Regions from separate parts of the Mus musculus genome. Here region 2 is linked to region 1. Evidence: chromatin contacts called from public Hi-C data. All regions are on one chromosome and are shown on one strand. The core of a region is the stretch at or near the end of the contact, and the rest is flanking DNA. Distances in the headings are between cores, read along the strand shown. Region 1 overlaps Papss1 (3'-phosphoadenosine 5'-phosphosulfate synthase 1). Region 2 has its middle 110 kb from the start of Gm36917.

What was found. A called contact is a pair of places that touch in the nucleus more often than the background predicts.
Region 2: a Hi-C map of bone marrow-derived macrophages shows a contact between it and region 1, with 2.7 times the contacts expected there. The contact joins two enhancer-like sites. A contact is called at or near these places in 8 of 484 Hi-C or Micro-C datasets (the N1E-115 cell line, bone marrow-derived macrophages, conventional dendritic cells and 4 more) and 4 of 115 datasets of contacts at active chromatin or transcription factors (bone marrow-derived dendritic cells, embryonic stem cells, fibro-adipogenic progenitors and 1 more).

Annotation. Positions count from the first base shown.
Region 1 is chr3:131,641,228-131,644,998 of GRCm38.p6, forward strand. Papss1 (3'-phosphoadenosine 5'-phosphosulfate synthase 1) reads left to right here. Exons shown (of 12, transcript NM_011863.2): 12 at 1,737-2,444. The coding sequence ends at 1,875. Among named protein-coding and RNA genes, the nearest start is that of Gm36917, 56 kb to the left of the region's middle. Within about 2 kb of position 1,899, at least 58 of the 459 cell types and tissues checked have an H3K27ac peak or open chromatin away from gene starts, as enhancers often do. A contact at or near this core is called in bone marrow-derived dendritic cells and bone marrow-derived macrophages, where this site is marked.
Region 2 is chr3:131,696,716-131,700,486 of GRCm38.p6, forward strand. No RefSeq gene overlaps it. Among named protein-coding and RNA genes, the nearest start is that of Gm36917, 110 kb to the left of the region's middle. Within about 2 kb of position 1,841, at least 29 of the 459 cell types and tissues checked have an H3K27ac peak or open chromatin away from gene starts, as enhancers often do. A contact at or near this core is called in bone marrow-derived dendritic cells and bone marrow-derived macrophages, where this site is marked.

The DNA of each region.
Region 1 (3,771 bases), core at 649-3,148:
GCTTCAGCCTCCAGAGTGTAGCATGAATGAACAGACACTTTTTGTCTCATGGACAGATAGTTCGTTTTGTCACTGGACGCGTTCTTACTAATAAATTTGTATGGTACTTGATTGTGATAGAAAATCCCATAAGAGGCAGAGTGAGCGAGCACAGCATAAAGACCTGCAGTGTTATGTCACAGAAATTGCCTCCTTTCTTTCTCTGTATTTTGACAGAATTATAGAATCTGACTGAATTTGGGTCACTGTAACAAATTGCCCTGGTCCGAGTGGCTTCATGGCAGTTATCAGGATCAAAGTACAGACGATTGCCGTCTGAGGGCCACAAGCTGTTTGCAGGCAGCCAACCAGTTATTTGCACAAAGCCAGCTATGTCCTTACAGGCCATGGGGGATCCTGAGTCTCTTTGTTTAGAGGTGGGTTAGTTTGGTCATGGGATCTTGCTCTCATGACCTCATCTAACTCCTGTCATCTCCCAAAAGCCCCACTCCCCACTTCTGTCTCACTGGGAATCAGGCCTTCAGTGTGAACTTGGGGGACACAAACCTTCAGTCTGTAGAACCACTCTTCACAATATGTAATATCCTTTATTTGTAACTTCATTATAACTGCTAATTACATCTTAGATATTTTATTCGATGCCTGTGGTAATATTCTAATCGGAGCAGGCACTAGATGACTTAAGAGGTGGTAATGAAAGAGACCTGGAGCTCTCTCTGGACCTAACCAGCTTTCTAAGTTGGTTCCATGTTTGACGGAAGCAGGTAAATTATAGGTGAGCAGCACGTGCTGTAACTGTAGATGCTCCGTGTTTATGGCCTAAAAGGCTTTCATGTGTTTTAAAAGACAAGGATGTCTATTTTCCCTTTGGTACCTCATCGAAGGGACAGTGTTGGTTGTTACCGTGTGTGTTGCGCCGTATCCCAGAGGCATTCAGACTTTCAGATTATAGCTTTCTAAAATGTTACCTCTGCACTAGGCAGATTCCACCTTGTGTTTCTTAAGAATAGATAGTAAATGAATCCAGGGCTGGAGAGATGGCTCAGTGGTTCTGAGCACTGGCTGCTCTTCCAGAGGGCCTGAGTTTGTTCCCATCAGCCATAGCAACCACCTGCAGCTCTGATTCTCGGGCTGCAGTGTTATCTTCAGGCCTTGGCAGGCACAGTGTGTATGTGGTGCATGCAGATGTACTCAGGTGCTCACACTGTACATTAAATACATAAATCTTAGAAGAAATGCTAATTCTAATTTAGCATTCCCAGGGGCGAGGGAAGAGGTGAGCAAGACAGGAAGATAGGGTGTGACCAGGAAAGGGCACCAGAGGTTCCCAGCAGGCTTGGGACCTGCCCTGTGACTGTGCAGTGGCAATTCTCTGAACCTAAGAGAAAAGAAGAGAGAAGGGCAGCCAGGTAGGCCTGAGAGTCATGGCTGCTCCTTTCCGTCCATTTCCTCTCTGTGACAAATAGTGCGCCCGCCATGCTGCGCAGGATGTCCCTGCTGGGAAGGATGTTGTAAAACATTAATTGATCTCAATAATTTCAGTTTCTGTTTGTCCGTTTTTCCTAGCTCTAAAGCTGAAGAATTGTGCGGTGGTTTAGCTCAGTGACACATTAGACCTAAGCGATGCTTTTTCTCACTGGTCTAGTCACCCAACATGAACTGAAGGGACAAATTCCCCTTGTGGTTTCCTGTTAGCTTTGTAAAATAGTGAAGTAACTGGCCTTTTTCTCTTTCAGCCACGAAGACTTCGAGTTTATTTCAGGAACGAGGATGCGCAAGCTGGCACGCGAAGGCCAGAAACCTCCAGAGGGCTTCATGGCCCCCAAGGCCTGGACTGTGCTGGTAGAGTACTACAAGTCCTTAGAGAAAGCCTAACTGCTGAGCTGGGCACTCTGCCTGGGACGCATGGCTGAGTAACAGAGGGGACCACGCAGCCACCGACAGCCCTTCTCTGCGGTTGTCTGACTGGACACACTTCCTGAAATCAGGCCGTTTCCCTCCGCGTGCATTGGTTTTGGTCTGTCTTTCAGTTCTGTTTCAAACTAGTGTAACACCACGCTGGCTCTAATGTATCTTTTCCACTTATTGTTAATATTCTTATAATACGATTTTAAAAATCTCGCCTTTTTATATTGTATTTATGCTTCTGTCTTACAATTTTTCCAAGCTGATTTATTAGTTATAACCAGTAATACACACATCATCTAGCTTTTCATTCTTTAAGTAAGGGGGAAAAAATCACTAAACAATAAAGTTGGCTAGACCTTGTTTGGGGAATTTTACAAATTTTATAAACTATCTGTAGCAATTAGGGTTTTTATTTTACATTAAAAATGTAAACTGCTCCCCCTCTCCCTTGCAGCCCTACGTGTTGAGGTTCTCTTGCAATCTGTGTTAAGTACTGAATGAATGCCTTGATTCAATAAAATTAATTTTTTGACTTATTTATGGTTTGTGTGCATATGCCCCCTTGGTTGTGAAAAAATTTCAATGCGAAGAATTCCTGGCAGAGGTGGATTATGAAAGCATCTTTAACTTCTGGGTCTGGTACCCAGCTCCCAGTACCTTGATGTTTGCTGAAGTTCTGTGTAGCAAGAACCTGTGCTCCATAATTACAAGTGAGAAAATTAAGAAGGGATCCCCAGTCCATCTGAAATCTCAGTTCTGCAACATACCTCTCCAATATTCTCAAACACCAAGATCGGGATGGTAAGGGAGAGTCACTGCTTTGAAAGCTGTCGCCTCCGTGGAAGTCGAGAAGGCTGCTCCTGCTTTCCCTGTTCCATCCCCATGGACGGATGTGTGCTCCTGTGCTTTGTTTGTTTTGATCATTCAGGCTGTGGTTGGGAGGCAGACTAGGACAGGGAAACTGCTGGGAGCATGAAAGGAGGAGCCCTTCACCCCGGAATCTGACTGAAGCCTCTTGCCGGCAAGAGAAGCAAGAATCCCAGCACGGGGAGAACTACTGAACCCCTGCCCCTTTCGCCTCAAACCTAGAGTTTTCTAGGAATTCCACCAGGAAACTGGTTTATTGGTAAAGGACTTGTACCAGAACCCTTGCACAAACCTACTGGCTTCTGGTTTTATCTCATTAGATTATAACACTGTCAAAGACACCTTCAGAGCCACCCTTTAATCTCACTAATCAAAGAAAAAAACTGAGGGGGGTTCAGTAGCCTTTTGAGGTGTATTTTGAGAGCCACCAAAATGGCCCCTCTGGTTTGTGCTAAGCTAATTAACAGTGGCTGTCCCTTGCGCAGCCAATACTTACACTTTGGTATATCCTGAACTCCCTTAGAGAAGTTCACACCGATGCATCCATCTCTGCCACTGTGTGTCTATGGCAGTGAGAGGGTTCAAAGGAAAACAGCATAAAAATAATGTTCAAACCCAGGCATGGTGCCATGTGCCTGTATGTGTGTCCCAGACATTTAGGAGACCGAGGCAGGTTTACAAGAGTAACAAATGAACCCAAAAAATCAAAGCAACGCCTTGTCTCAAAGAATGTCACACACAGGCTCTGAAGTATTCAGAGTACAGAGAAGTGTCTGTGTTAGCTGCTGAGTTAGTGGGTAAAGCTGGCCTCACAGTCCCTCTCCCATGTAATGAGGGATCTGAAAAGACTTCTACCACAGGAAGGTTGCTGGAGCTGCCAAACTTCAAAATAATGCTGCCAAACCCCTTTTAAAAGTTAATATTTAGGAAAAAAAAAGAGGTTTTAAAAATGTCATCCATAAACCAGCATTGGCCCTTGGGTGTTGTCCACACTTA
Region 2 (3,771 bases), core at 591-3,090, 55 kb after region 1:
GTTGCTTTTGGTCCTATTCTCTGGCCAGTGGTTCTAGAAGCATCCCCTCTTACACACAGTGGCAAATTAATGAGCTTAGCTAATTTGACTTAGTTAAGGCTTTTAGGTTTGATCTAATGACCCTAATTGGTTTTTCAGAAGAGATTATTATCTGCTAAACTTAAGTATTCTGAAGACAAATAAGACATGGTCTCAAGGGTGGAGCGATACACTTCCCAACACGCATCACAATTAAGAGTTTCCTCTAGTTGTGTGATTCCTGTAAGTTGCTTTCTTCATTCAATTATGGGGAAATGATGTGCTCATAGAGGTGGTAAGAACCCATGGTGCAGTGCTCTTTACAAAGCAGTGTTCAGGAGCTGACTTTCTAGTTTTCTGGCTAGAACATGAGGTGAGAGAATGGTGTTAATCTTTCTGTAAGCAGGTAGAGGGAGGTCAGATTCAGGTGGTATGTTCTGAGTGTTCAATACGGTTTTAAGTAGACATTTTCTTGCGATTTGAATGATTTTGGCTTCCATAAGCTCGCAGTTTGAAATAAGTTGGTGGAACTGTTTGGGAAGGATTAGGAGGTGTGGTCTTGTTGGAGGAAATGCATTACTTGGAGCCAACTTGGAGGTTTAAAAAGTCTGTCATGCCCAGTCTTCCTCCCTCCCTCCCTCCCTCCTTCCCTCCGTCCCTCCATCCCTCCCTCCCTCCTCCCTCTTTTCCTCCCCCTCTCCCTCATTTCCTCTAGACATTAGGCTTGTGGATCAAGATATAAACTCTCAGTCACTGCCCAAAGAACTACACCTTTTTGCTTGCTGCCGTGTTCACCCCTATGATGCTCACAGACTTACCTTCCAAATCTCTAAGTACCAAATATATTCTTTCTTCTATAAATGACCTTGGCCATCAAGTCTTTTCACAGTGATTAAAAAAAGTAACTAAGACAAATACTTTTCAGATGTTGGAATTAGGTTAATCATTGGACTCAAGAGATGTCTTTATGACTTGCTGGAGATTTTGACAGGAAGTTTTAAAGAATTTCTTCCCCAGGAAGAATAGCTAGCCATTTTGGTTTTTTGGTTGATAAAACAATATCCTTGTTGCTGTTAGGAATACATCTTTTGTTCTCTTGGACAGTATATCTCTTATCCTGATACCTAGGCATCCCCAAGATAGGTGCATAACAATATTGGATGTCTGCACCCAAATGGTCCCTAGGAACCTCAAATCTGTGTTTCAATTTCATATCCATATTCTACCTTGTTCTTTTTTTTTAACCTTATATTTTTGGTGGAGCAACATTTAATCCTTTATCCTGGCCAGAAACAAGGATGAAATTGCTTAACTATTCAAATCTCTTTAATAATGTCAGCCAGTTATTTAGCATTTTTTGTATATCCTTATATATAGTATTTAAAAGATCTTTTAATATCTTAATTATTTTACTGTAATGAAGATCCCCTTTCTTAGCACTTGGACTTGAGGAGGCGGGTAATCAGCTGTGGGCAGAATTGAAGGTAGCATTCACTCTGAGGATTATGAAAGGGCATGCTCCTCTTGTACTTAGTTCAGTTTCAGTTCTGCTTTTCATCATGCCAGTCTTATAGCTGAGGAAATTGAGGAATTTCCATGCTTATGAAACGTTATATGACAGAGTTGAGATCAAGAATGTCTCCATCTGACCCCAAGGCTTAGTACTCCTTGCCAATCTCCTTATCTCCTATTTTACTCTTAATTCCTTATTTCCATTTCTACCACTTAAGTCTTCGCTCTTTCTTTGACTATTGTGATTTTTAAAAACCTGGTTTTGCAATAATGTAACTTCTATCAGGATGGTGACTCACAGTCTGTTGGATTGTTCCTGTGGAACTTGAATGCTGGAGACTGGGCTGAGTTTCATTCTCTTTTAGCCTTTCTGCATGATTTGACTGAGTCTGGATTACTTTATTCCAGAAATTTAAGGATGAAAAAGAGATGTGTTTTCTGGATTCAGCAAATAAATGGGAAGACATCAAATTTATATTAATTACCATTCCCCTTTAATGTGTCCGTTCTGCCAGCTGCCATTCCAGGCTGAGTCTCTTAGCATACATGTGTTTTTCTTAGCAGTAATAGACTTAGTCTTTGTAGCCTATGACTTCCACTGTACAGGTTCTCCATATTTCCTGACCAGGAAGATGAAGAGGCATGGGTTTCAGCAGTGGGGCATCACTCCAATGGCTTGGCCATACTACCCTTTACAGGAGACCATTTGCTGACTACTGGGGACCAGTTCTCATCCATAGCTATTCAGCTTAAGCTTAGCTTAGCAGCTGCAGGCTAGTTTTGTACTGGGCTTTCTGTTCTGAGGCTGGGCATCAGAAGAAAGTCTTCAGCTCATTGCCTTGTTTATCCTGGAACCACACAGGGAAATTAATGAGGATTAGTAATTTTCTCTTAATCTGATTAAACTGATTTAGGCAGTTAGCTTTGGTGATGGATGATATAAAACATTTCTCTGGCTATGTCTCACTGACCAGTATAAATGCTGTCTAATCCACTGTATATTTCAACTGCAAACAGTCACTCTTAGTTTTCAACAGGTCATTGTGACTTTGCTGTATTCATTCAGGAGGAGAAAAGTATTCATAAAAACGTATCAAACTTAGTTCAGCACTTGTCCCTTACTTACATTTCAATCTATATAAACTGTGCATATAACTTTAAGAAATATAGAGTTGCCTGTTTAGAAGTCTGACTGTGGTGGCCACAGTTAACACTCTGTGTTAGGAACTTTCTGGGTGCTTTGTGTATGTTAGCTCACACAAATTTCAACACTCTTTTGTGAGATGGGTATTGTTATTATTCCCACTTTACAGATTAGGGAAGCAAGGCAAGGGATGGTAAATATCTCACACACATCATTCAAATGACAAAAGCCAGAATGAGGATTTGGTCATGAGTCTGACTTTAGCTTCTCTGATGGGTCTTTTAAAGCCCTCTGTTAAATCCCACCTTTGTGGGATAAAGTGAATGTTCCAGTATGTGTTCCCTTCTACCTTCTGTGATGTGTTAGATTTATCAGTGTCCTTTGCTTTTTGCACATGTCATGAAGACTTGGGCTAGATGCCTGAACCTTGGAACAGGCGAATCTATCTTTCTAGACCTCCTCACCATTTCCCTTGGTTGTCTAGCTGGTGACCTCTTTTCCTTGCTCTCTCTCTCTCTCTCTCTCTCTCTCTCTCTCGATATCTACTTTTCCTCATATAAAAGTTCTTTCCTCAGTTAGTTTTCTGCTTACACCCAGTTCTTCCTGCTGGCCATTCCCTCCTTCTTTTCTATAGGAGGGAAGCAGAGTACCTTATTCTAGACACGAGGGTCTATCAGAAGTAAAGATGATGCACAGGATTGATCTTTGCTCCTCATGATGCTGGGAGGGAATAGTACAGATTGGGCTTTGGAGAGAACAGACATTTATCTCTTATATTTCTAGAGGATGGGGAGCCCATAACCATTGTGCTAGCACCTGGTCCTCGTGCTGTGTCCTCTGAAGGGGGAGAACTCCTGTCCTCGCATGGTCAGAGGGCAAGAGAGGCCGGAAATCTTCTTTTCCCCTTTAGCTTGTATTCCAGCTTTCCTTTGAGATGGGACCACAGAGATCCCCTCGGATCTCCTTTTATTATGCCTTCATTTCTGTCCACAAAAGCAGGACCTGTATGGCCCAGTCATTTTTAAAACCTCACCTCTTAGTACTATTACAGTGGTAATCAAACTTCAAAGAGTTTCAGAGAGGACAACACTCATAAG